Regions from separate parts of the Ovis aries genome. Here region 1 is linked to region 2. Evidence: chromatin contacts called from public Hi-C data. All regions are on one chromosome and are shown on one strand. The core of a region is the stretch at or near the end of the contact, and the rest is flanking DNA. Distances in the headings are between cores, read along the strand shown.

Region 1 (5,851 bases), core at 2,602-5,101, 81 kb after region 2:
CCCAAATCTGCAGCAATAACAGAGCCAAAGGCAAACTTTAAATGGGGTCTGGGTTTCAGTAGTAATATTAGATCAATGTTATTTGATTCTAATAGATGCGTCATAGTTCTACGGGAGAGGGTTCTTAAAGCATTTAAGAGTAAGAAGGCATTTTATCTTCAAATTATCCTCCAATGTTTGAGAAATGATAATACAATATTAACAATTAAATACATATAGGAAAATGAAAAGGTAAATATAGCGAAATGTTAACTTTTGGAGTATCTGAGTTAAGATGACATAGGTATTCTTTTTACTATTCTTGTAACTGTTCAATAAGTTTGAAAGAAAGGAAAGAAGGAAGGAATCTTTTGAAATGAAGATTATCTACTGATAATCTTTTACATTCATATAATTCATATTCCCAGATAATATCTCACTGGATACTCATAATGGCTCTATGTGTAGCTAAAGGAAAGAAGGAAGGAATCTTTGAAATGTAGATAATACTTGCCTTGTAGATTTAAACAACATATATAAAATGCTGGGCTTTTCTGAGAGCTCAGTTGATAAAGAATCCACCAGCAATGTGGGAGACCTGGGTTCAATCCCTGGGGCAGGAAGATCCCTGGAGAAGAGAAAGGCTACCCACTCCACTATTCTGGCCTGGAGAATCCCACGGGCTCGCAAAGAGTCAGACTCGACTGAGTGACTTTCACTTTCACGTAAAGTGCTTAGTGGTTTGACTAGAATCTAGAAGATTCTCCTTGCTGTTATACAGCCTGAAGCTCTCATAATGTACCTATGCAGCGGCTCTAATGAACTTCTGAATAAGTTTCTGACATATTTTTACTTTTCTTTAACTTACAAGGAGATTGTAACATGCAAGCATATTTGAGTTCCAGAGTTTAAGACCATAAAAGTGTGTACTCACCTTTCCCCCAAGTGTTTTAATGAAAAGATGTGAAGCTAAAATTAATGCTCCCATTTTACAGATAGGATTTAATAACAGGAACCAAAAAACCCTTAAATGATTATATATAATAAATGGTGGGAGCAATCCTGTGTTTCGTGACTTTAGCATGTTTTCTTCTACCATGTGGGCCAAAGCCTTTGTTTGTGTTTTTCCATGACATCTGAAGGAAGAACCTGAATGAATTCACTGGCCAACCCAATACTTAGAATCAGTGTTACCACATTGCTCAGAATGACAGAATCTTATGTAACACAAACAAATTAGTTCCTCTCTGATGAGTAAAATATTGACAAAACAAGACTGGCAGTACCAACTAGAGAAGACCATTTAAAAGGAAACTAGACTGTATGGGTATAAATAAATCTCGAAATAAACATGAAAGATTTAGACAGCTTTAAAAGACCTGAACACTGTAGACACGCCATGGTGCTAGATGCAAGAGTTTAATATTATAAAAATGTCAGTTTTGTTCCAATCAATAAATTCATAATCAAATGAAATTAGAGCCATAATTCCAACTGGATCATTTATAAACTGTGACAAGTCAGTTCTAAAATTCATGTACAGATACAACGTTAAAGAATAGCCAAGAACACTGAAAACAGACTAAGGGAAGGAAAGGGGGCTTCTTTCCTATCAGATGTCAAAGTAAACTGCGTCGCAGTAACGAAAACCACAGTACCGGCACAAGAATAGAAGACGCTTTCACGGTGTAAAAGATCAGAAACATACCCATAATTTCACTTTTGATAAAAGTGGCATTTCATATCAATGGGGAAAAGATGGTCTTTTGGTAAACAGCATTTAAAAACTACTGGCCATCCATTCTGAAAGAATTAAATTTAAATATCTTCACCCTCTCCATCTCATTTTATATACAAAATCAATTCCAGGTAGACTATAGAGTTAAGATAAATATACAAAATATGAACATATAATAAGAACTACAGGAGAATATTTCATAACCATGGAGGGGTAAAGACCTTCCTGGACAAGACACAAAAACCTGGAAGATAAAGGAAAGATTCAGTTCAGTTCAGTCACTCATTCGTGTCCAACTCTTTGTGAACCCATGGACTGCAGCATGCCCGGCGTCCCTGTCCATCACCAACTCCCGGAGCTTACTCAGACTCATGTCCTTCGAGTCAATGATGCCATCAAACAATCTCATCCTCTCTCATCCCCTTCTCCTCCCACCTTCAATCTTTCCCAGCTTCAGAGTCTTTTCCAATGAGTCTGTTCTTCATATCAGGTGGCCAAAGTATCAAGAGTTTCAGCTTCAGCATCAGTCCTTCCAATGAATATACAGGACTGATTTCCTTTAGCATGGACTGGTTGGATCTCCTTGCAGTCCAAGGGACTCTCAAGAATCTTCAACATTACAGTTCATAAGCATCAAATAAATCTTTGGCACTCAGCTTTCTTTATAGTTCAACTCTCACATCCATACATGACTAGTGGAAAAACAATAGCTTTGACTAGATGAACTTTTGTTGGTAAAGTAATGTCTCTGCTTTTTAATATGCTGTCTAGGTTGGTCATAGGTTTTCTTCCAAGGAGCAAGTGTCTTTTAATTCCACTGCTGCAGTCACCATCAGCAGTGATTTTGGAACCCCCAAAATAGTCTCTCCTTGTTTCCATTCTTTCCCCATCTATCTGCCATGAAGTGATGGGACAAAATGGCATGATCTTAGTTTTCTGAATATTGAGCTTTAAGCCAACTTTTTCACTGTTCTCTTTCACTTTCATTAAGAGACTCTTTAGTTCCTCTTCACTTTCTGCCATAAGGATGGTATCATCTGCATATCTGAGGTTATTGATATTTCTGCAGGCAATCTTGATTCCAGTTTGTGCTTCATTTAGCCTGGCATCTCGCATAATGTCTTTGTGTATTAGTTAAATAACCAGGGTGACAATACTCAGCCTTGACATACTCCTTTCCCAATTTGGAACCAGTCTGTTGTTCCGTGTCCTGTTTTAACTGTTCTTTCTTGACCTACATACAGATTTCTCAAGAGGCAGGTCAGGTGGTCTGGTATTCCCACCTCGTGAAGAATCTTACACAGTTGGTTGTGATCCACAGTCAAAGGCTTTGGTATAGTCAATAAAACAGCTGTCTTTCTGGAACTCTCTTGCTTTTTCCATGATCCAGCAGATGTTGGCGATTTGATCTCTGGATCTTCTGCCTTTTCTAAGTCCAGCTTAAACATCTGGACTTCATGGTTCATGTACTGTTGAAGCCTGGCTTGGAGAATTTTGAGCATTACTTTACTAGTGTGTGAGATGAGTACAACTGTGCAGTAGTTTAAACATTCTTTGGCATTGCCTTTCTTTGGGATTGAAATGAAAACTGACCTTTTCCAGTCCTGTGGCCACTGCTGAGTTTTCCAGATTTGCTGGCATATTGAGTGCAGCACTTTCACAGCATCATCTTTTAGAATTTGAAATAGCTCAAGTGGAATTCCATCACCTCCACTAGCTTTGTTCATAGTGATGCTTCCTAACGCCCACTTGACTTCACAGTCCAGGAGGTCTGCCTCTAAGTGAGTGATCACACCATCATGATTCTCTGGGTCATGAAGATCTTTTTTATATAGTTATTGGACCTCTGAAAAATTTTTAAATTCTATATAAGAAACATTGTCATACACAAAGACATGGCAGACTGATAGAAAATATTTACAAAGTATTTAACAAATGATATAGGGAAAGTGTAACAAAGTTCAAATCATTTTTAAAAAAACAATAAATAAATTGTAAAAAAAAAGACACAAACAAGCAGCTCAGAGAAGAAAAAATGTGATTAGCATATGCATACAAAGATTTTCTATCTCACTAGTAGTTGGGAAACTGGAAATTAGAACAACAATGAGATACTGTGTCTGTCAGACTGGCAGAATTCTTCTGTGAATAGTGACATCAAATGGTGAGTCAGAAGTGAGGAAATGGATATTCTTACCCAGAGGAGTCAGAAAAACAAGGCTGTTGAGATGGGAGAGGACAAGCGAAGTTCTAGATGAGGAAAGATGGATAAAAACTACCACGCTTCCTTTCTTGAAGCAATGCCAAAATGAAATAGGAAGGAAGACTCAACTCTAAATCAAAGCCAGATTTGTATTATTACTTGCAATTTAGCATGGTAATTAGTGCACTATTATATTTTGTGATTTGAAGTGACTAGAGAAGGGACAAGACCTAAATGTGTTCTCCTCCAGTGCAGGGGAAGAACTATCTCCTCAGATAAGGCTCAGAAGGGCCACTGGGAATAAAATAACATTGCTCTATAATCAGATCTATGAGCTCTGCTTAGAAACGATTGTATGCATACATATAAACAATATATGTATTATGTGTGTATATGTGTGTGAATATATACACAGACTAAAAAGATACATCTAAATTGTTGCCAGAGGTTTCCTCTGGAGAAGGAAGTAGAAAAGTGAGAATTCTCATAATTGGCATCTTTTTCAATGGTGGTTCTTAAGCAATTATTCCTAAATAGCAGTAGCTTAATTCTGCAGCATTATGAATTGAGGAAGGACGGAAGAATGATTTTGAGACTAACAAAACCAAACCTTATTCAGAAAACAAAGAAAGATTTTGTCCTTCAGTTCAGTTCAGTTCAGTCGCTCAGTCGTCTCCAACTCTTTGCGACCCCATGAATCGCAGCACGCCAGGCCTCCCTGTCCAACACCAACTCCCAGAGTTCACTCAGACTTGCCTCCATCGAGTCAGTGATGCCATCCAGCCATCTCATCCTCTGTCATCCCCTTCTCCTCCTGTCCCCAATCCCTCTCAGCATCAGAGTCTTTTCCAATGAGTCAGCTCTTCGCATGAAGTGGCCGAAGTACTGGAGCTTCAGCTTTAGCATCATTCCTTCCAAAGAAATCCCAGGGCTGATCTCCTTCAGAATGGACTGGTTGGATCTCCTTGCAGTCCAAGGGACTCTCAAGAGTCTTCTCCAACACCACAGTTCAAAAGCATCAATTCTTCAGGGCTCAGCCTTCTTCACAGTTCAACTCTCACATCCATACATGACCACAGGAAAAACCATAGCCTTGACTAGACGGACCTATGTCAGCAAAGTAATGTCTCTGCTTTCGAATATGCTATCTAGGTTGGTCATAACTTTCCTTCCAAGGAGTAAGCGTCTTTTAATTTCATGGCTGCAGTCACCATCTGCAGTGATTCTGGAGCCCCCCCAAAAAAAGTCTGACATTGTTTCCACTGTTTCCTGATCTATTTCCCATGAAGTGATGGGACCAGATGCCATGATCTTTGTTTTCTGAATGTTGAGCTTTAAGCCAACTTTTTCACTGTCCTCTTTCACTTTCATCAAGAGGCTTTTTAGCTCCTCTTCACTTTCTGCCATAAGGGTGGTGTCATCTGCATATCTGAGGTTATTGATATTTCTCCCGGCAATCTTGATTCCAGCTTGTGTTTCGTCCAGTCCAGCGTTTCTCATGATGTGCTCTGCATGTAAGTTAAATAAGCAGGGTGACAATAAACAGCCTTGACGCACTCCTTTTCCTATTTGGAACCAGTCTGTTGTTCCATGTCCAGTTCTAACTGTTGCTTCCTGACTTGCATACAGATTTCTCAAGAGGCAGGTCAGGTGGTCTGGTATTCCCATCCCTTTCAGAATTTTCCAGAGTTTATTGTGATTCAGTCAGTCCTAATTCATGCCCTTGTCATTTCTCACCTGAACTACTGGTTTCAGTCAGAACTTGACTCAGTTCTCTACACTGGTTTCTTATTAGCTCTGTGATCTTGGGCAAGTTACTCAGGTTTTCTGAACCTAAATTTCCTCACTTATGAAACAAGGTTAAGATTGTAACATTTAACTCTAGAGGTTATTGTGAAGATTAGACATTATGCAAAAAACAAGTGAAATTA
Region 2 (6,425 bases), core at 2,835-5,334:
TTTGGGTTTTTATTTTTTCCTGAGAGAAAAACAACAGCTTACCAAATAACTAAATGGTCATTATGCTTCAACACAGCTCAGGGTTTTTTTAAATATTTATTTATTTATTAATTGAAGGATAATTGCTTTACAGAATTGTGTTGGTTTCTGCCAAACATTAACATGAATCAGCCATAAGAACACAGCTCAGTTTTAACAAGTCAAATTGAAAATAGATTTTAACAAGCCACACACACGTACAAGCCTATACATTACAGGAGAAAATTTGTTTTCAAGTAAAATGTCCATTGATTTTTTTTTCTGTTTTCCATTTCATCCCATTTATCCCAATAAAGCTTTAAATAAATCAAGAAAAGTTAAAGAGGGAAACTCTTCTCCCATTCCTTCCCTCCTTTTGTTTGGATTACCATTCACATTTGTCATAAAGTTCGGAAAGGGATTGTGAAGCATAGAAATAACCTGTCAAATTCCTTCATAGATACCCAAACAATTTAATTTTAGCAACACCCAGGTCTTTCCAGTTCTGCTACTCTCTCGCAGCTGCCTCAGGCAGCCTCCATCAGCCACCCTCTTGATGCGGCCTCCTCTCTCAGGATAACCTTCCCAGAACATCCATTTGACCAAGAGGAGTGGGGTGGGGAAGAGTCTGCGTACACGTCTGTATTCAGTTGCTCAGTTGTGTCCAACTCTTTGCAACATGCTGGACTGTAGGCCACCAGGCTCCTCTGTCCGTGGAATTTTACAGGCAAGAATACTGGAGTGGGTTGTCATTTCCTCCTCCAGGAGATCTTTCCAACCCAGGGGTCGAACCTGAGTCTCTTGTGTCTCCTGCGTTGGCAGGCAGATTCTCTACCACTAGTGCCGACTGTCAAACCCTGTGCCCCTAATACTTGAAAATGCACTTTCCCTCTCCAGTTCAAACTTGCTAGGTAGAAAAAGGAGAAAAAAAAAGATAAATAAAAAAAGAGGGAGAGAAAGCAAAAATGTCAGGTTAGAATGGAACAAGTGTTTGTTGGTACAGCCATATCTGTAGGTGTGATCACTTCAATAGTTAGCAGGACTTGGCACAGAGCCATGGGTGAGTACAGAACAGTGTTTATTATGGGAGAAGATGCACCCTTCAAACAATGTGTCTATTAAGAATTAATGTGTGAAATTTCAAGTTTGATGAACATCCTTTCAAACAAAACATTTTCAAGCTCATTGGTGGTGGTTTAGTTGCTCAGTCGTGTCCAACTCTTTGCAATCCCATGGATTACAGCCTGCCAGGCTCCTCTGTCCATGAGATTCTCCAGGCAAAGATACTGGAGTGGGTTGCTATTTCCTCCCCCAGGGGATCTTCCCAACTCAGGAATCAAACCCAGGTCTCCTGCATTGCAGGCAGATTCTTTACCAAATGAACTACAGGGAAGCCCTTCAAGCTTATTAATCAGCACTTTCTTGACAATGAGTTAAGTTTCGAATATATACCACTACACATGAAAGTTTGATGATTAAAAATTACTAAGAAGGATTTTTCCCCTTAACTGTCTTACTTCTTAGGAGATCTTAAGATGACATCACCTGTATTCTGGTATTTCCCAGCCTCTTTCTCCTGCTGCTTACCTGGGTAATTGCTGTAGATATTTCACCGGACAGTGATGATTCCAGTTAATCTGGGATAACATAACCAGAGCCTTAAATCATACTGGAAACTTAAGGAGAAAAAGAATAAATGTAGTCAATTTTTCTCTAGCTCAGAGGTTGGCAAATGTGTATGTATATATATATATATATATATATTAAGGGAAGATAGTATATTTTCAGCTTTATATACTTTCCCTGTTTCATGTTTGTGTTTTACTTTTTTCATACCTTTAGAGAATATAAAAAGTATTCTTTCCTCATGGACTGTATAAAAACATCTGACCCAGGCAGCTGCCTGTCCTTGATCAATTTATGTAAGTTATGATTTTACTACAGTAAGTACAATCTTACTTAAATACAGAAAAGAGTCTTTTTTTTCCTCCTCATGTGTCAAGCTGAAGTTTTCATTCCAATATTAAATGCCTTCTATGTGCCTGCTGCACTAGAGGATACAAAGATCACTTGGAAGTTCCAGACTTGAAAATAAAGAAGATAATTGTGAAAGCAAAAAAAATAATAATAATAATAAGGAAGGCTGGGCATAAGTGACATTGATAGTTGTCTGAGAGGCCTCAGGATGGCCTGTTTAAAGAAGATATCTATATGAGCACGTCTTAAAGGTTGTGAGCAACGCTGCTGAATGCATGTTGATTCCATCTTATTTTCCATCTTCACTGATGACACATTGATTTCTGCAGAGCAAGCATGTAACTAGTAAACAGTTATATTTCCCATCTTCCCTTGTAGCTGAAGTTAGATTGTGATATAATTCTGGCCAATGAAATATATCTGGAAGTTGCTAGATGGGGAAGAGTTGAAAATAAGGTAGACTTCAGTGCCACGTGATGTTTTTCCTTTTTCCTCCCTGGGATGTAGACGTGGTATTGGTGATGGAGCAGTCATTTTGAAACGTGATGCAGCAAGCAGAAGAATAAAATCTCTGAGCAGCCTGGGTTCCCCATGATTCTGTGAAATCACATTACCAGTAATGGACAGTCACGTTGGGACTTCTTTTTATACAAGAAAAACAAACTCTTTACTTATTTAAGCTTCTATTTGCCAGATCACCAGGATACAGATAGCCTGGCTCATGAAAAGAAAAGTTTGTGAAAAGTCATCTGTTGAGGTCCTTTAATGGACCGGAACCTGGTGGTCCAGAGTCAAAGATAAAACAGTGAAAGAAAGAGAGAAAGAAGCTGATATTCCTTGGTTTACACAGAAAACCAATAAAGCCCTTTGACATAGGCCTTACATCGCTCACGAAGGCACCTGGCGCCCTTTCGAGGGGGGTGAAGGCACAGTGCGCCTTCTCAGGAGGGTCTTAGAAGCCTGGGCAGGAGAACGAACATGATGGGTCTCTGTACTCCAAAGAATTAGCCTGAGAGAGAGAGAGAAAGCAAGACTCGGGGACCAAAGCTCTAATGGAGCAAAGGTGTTTTAATCAACATGGTGTGGGCATTTATACTGTCTTGCTGCTGCTGCTGCTAAGTCGCATCAGTCGTGTCCTACTCTGTACGACCCCATAGACAGCAGCCCACCAGGCTCCTCTGTCCCTGGGATTCTCCAGGCAAGAACACTGGAGTGGGTTGCCATTTCCTTCTCCAAAGCATGAAAGTGAAAAGTGAAAGTGAAGTCGCTCAGTTGTGTCCGACTCTTAGCGACCCCATGGACTGCAGCCTACCAGGTTCCTCCGTCCATGGGGTTCTCCAGGCAAGAGTACTGGAGTGGGTTGCCATTGAGGTAGTTATTCTCAGCAAGGATAAAGATTAAAATTCCAAACATACAAAACATAGGTGATCCATGTTAAAGAGAGAGAGTTGTAAACAATCACTTTTACCATATGGTTCATAAGAAGGAAGAGGGTACTTATCACTGTATTGAAAAACTAAAGAAGGAAAAGCCTGGATTCCTCAGCCCAGGGAGAGGCTTGCCTCTCCTCTTAATTCCTGAATATTCAGGAATTAATAAGGAACAGAGCATTCCTGACAGATCCAAAACAGCACACAGGAAGCCTCCTGTTAAATGCCTCCTGACAGTCATCCCTAGCAATGGGGGCAGAATGAGTCTAGGAACTGAGATTTGAAAGTTCCTGATTTGGCTGGATCCAGCGAATTTGGGCATCAGTTAAAATAACACAGGTGTGACAGTTGCACTTTCAATTTGTGGGGTATTTTTCTCCCTTAAAAAAAAACTCCATGGGGAGGGAGGTGGGAGGGGAAAAAAAAAAAAAAAACACCTCCAGAGCTTTTATGCAAGCTTAAAAGTGACTGCGTTGTTGGTTCTGAACTTATTTTTTTTAAGTGCTATGAGAAAACAAGGAATTCTTTCTGTCTGGATCATGACAGAGCATTTATCTTGTTTACTTTTAGTTACTGTGTTTCTGTTTACAGCTCATGAAATACTCTCATCAGAACAAAGGTCCCAGCACTGATAAGTGAAACCACAAACCCAAGCAAATAGCAGAAGCCAGAGTCCATTTGAATTGTTAGAAGTCAAGTTCAGGCCTGACCCTCCCGAGAGTCCTTTTAACACTGATTTGTCATAGCAGGCAGCTGACAAGGTTTACCCCCAAGGACCAGAAACATGGGCTGCGTCATCGAAAAGGCAGAAGTGCTGGATGGAGCTCACTTGATGCGAATCATCTGGCAGGATGGTACAGACTCTATCTACCCAGCTGTGTGGCTCCGGGACAACTGTCAGTGTCCCGACTGCTACCTTGATTCGGCAAAAGCACGGAAACTTCTTATCGAAGCTCTTGATGTGTACGTTGGGATCAAAGATTTGATGTTTGACAGGAAAAAGGTAACTATCTCCAAATTATCTCTCCCTGCTCTCTCAACTTAAATAAAAGGTCTAGGCTCAAATAATTCAAATAATGAATTATATTGTATTTAATGTATGTATATATTAAATATCAGAGTCACGAACGTGCTCAATTAGTCATGTCTTGGCAACCCCATGGACTATAGCCCACCAGGCTTCTCTGTCCATGGAATTTTCCAGGCAATGGCAATCCACCCCAATACTATTGCCTGGAAAATCCCATGGACAGAGGAGCTTGGTAGGCTACAGTCCATGAGGTTGCAAAGGGTCAGACATGACTGAGCGACTTCACTACTACTACTACTACTCCAGGGTATCTTCCCAACCCAGGGATCAAATCTGCATCTCTTGTGTCTCCTGCATTGGCAGTCAGATTCTTTAACACTGAGCCATGTATAAAAAAACAAGATTGCATAGTGCTTGGTGCCAAGTCAGCATGCTCACTAAGTGAAAGCTTCTGCTATTATTATTACCATTTTTATTACTACTGCTATTATCTTTAATAAAATATACAAAGTTGCTCATTATTCCTTCAGTGAGTGGCAGCCTTGAAGGTACAATCAAACTATTTCTCTAATATAAGGAGTGCTCCTTACCTCAGTTTACTCATCTAGAAATGAAGGATACTAACAAGATTTGTTCCTAGAGATGATGTGAAGATTGAACGAGATAATATGGATAAAATGTTAGCATGTGGCTGGCATACAGTGAGCACTCAAAAACCTGCATTGATTAATATTTTTAGTCAAATTCGTGAGTAGATGTAAAAGACTTTGTATGGGATTCCTGACAGCTCAGCTCTCAGAACCACAAAGCAGACATAGCCCTAGCCTGTTTCTCTTCCAAATTTGCTAGGATGGTTATCAGAAAAGGAAGTGTGACCAGCAAGGTCATCCACCCCCACCTGTCTTCATCTTGAATCAAGGACTTTTCTGCCAGAGTTCACTGCTTGCTAGCTGTGGGATTTTAACCATGTTATTTCCTCTTACTTGCCTCACCTGAAAATGTGAATATTAGTTATAGCTTCTCCCACAAGTTGTATGAGGACTAAGTGAGTTATGTTTATAGTGCTCCTTGTAGAGTATGCACTCAAACTGGTGCTATTCCTCCTATTACTATCTACCTCATTATCATCATTACTATTTCTGATATTATTGGCAGGAATCTTAATTGATCTCTGACCTCAAGTCATCACATAAAGTTCAGGGACCACGGGTTTTAAGACTATGAAACAAGAACTTCAGATCTAGCCGGGTTTTGTTTCTTGTGTATTTAAGGGGCTTCAGACCTCAGCTGTATCTCCTTGGCGTTCAGTTTCTTCCTTTGCCAAAAGTTTATTCTATGCTTTTGAGTATATAAGTTAAAAAACAGAAGGAGAAAAAGCAAGAGCTAATTTGATTCCTGATAGAGGTAAATAACTTTCAGAAACAGCAATAACAGAGAACCAAAGTACATAGAAGCACAATATATGTTTATGTGATATTTGCTTTCTGTGTTATAAGGTTCATATCATGTGGCCAAATGACCATCACAGTGAATATGGAGCTGACTGGCTGAAGAAAAGATGCTTTTCACAGCAGGCCAGAGAAAGACTCCAGAAAGAATTGTTTTTGCCAGGTAACCTTGCTTCGGTTTTCCGATTTTAACCTTTAAACCTCATATGGTAAAAAATTTGCTCAGAAGCAAATTAAAGCCCTTGTACCCTGGTTAAAATATTATTGTAATTTATGTGGAATGTTTAATGATTTACCACACAGATCATGCAAGTAGAGATGGAAAGAAACATAGAGCAGCTCTAGACATTCTAGAACTTGGAATTTTCCACCTTAAAAGAGAAGAAATTTAGCAAATTTGTATTCTTGTCATCTAACATGAAAACCTTCACTCCACAGACACTCCGTAAGTGTCCCTGCAAAGAAGCAGGATGAATCAAAGGCACACTTGTTCCTTAACAGTTTTAGCTGAGGCCAGAAAAA

What was found. A called contact is a pair of places that touch in the nucleus more often than the background predicts.
Region 1: a Hi-C map of liver shows a contact between it and region 2, with 2.9 times the contacts expected there. The contact joins the enhancer-like site here to the promoter of BBOX1 in region 2. A contact is called at or near these places in 2 of 16 Hi-C or Micro-C datasets (liver and mixed tissues).

The regions. Positions count from the first base shown.
Region 1 is chr15:56,602,125-56,607,975 of ARS-UI_Ramb_v3.0, forward strand. No RefSeq gene overlaps it. Among named protein-coding and RNA genes, the nearest start is that of BBOX1, 80 kb to the left of the region's middle. Within about 2 kb of position 3,852, at least 5 of the 54 cell types and tissues checked have an H3K27ac peak or open chromatin away from gene starts, as enhancers often do.
Region 2 is chr15:56,520,746-56,527,170 of ARS-UI_Ramb_v3.0, forward strand. BBOX1 (gamma-butyrobetaine hydroxylase 1) reads left to right here and starts at 4,085. Exons shown (of 7, transcript XM_060399503.1): 1 at 4,085-4,428; 2 at 5,952-6,066. The coding sequence starts at 4,210.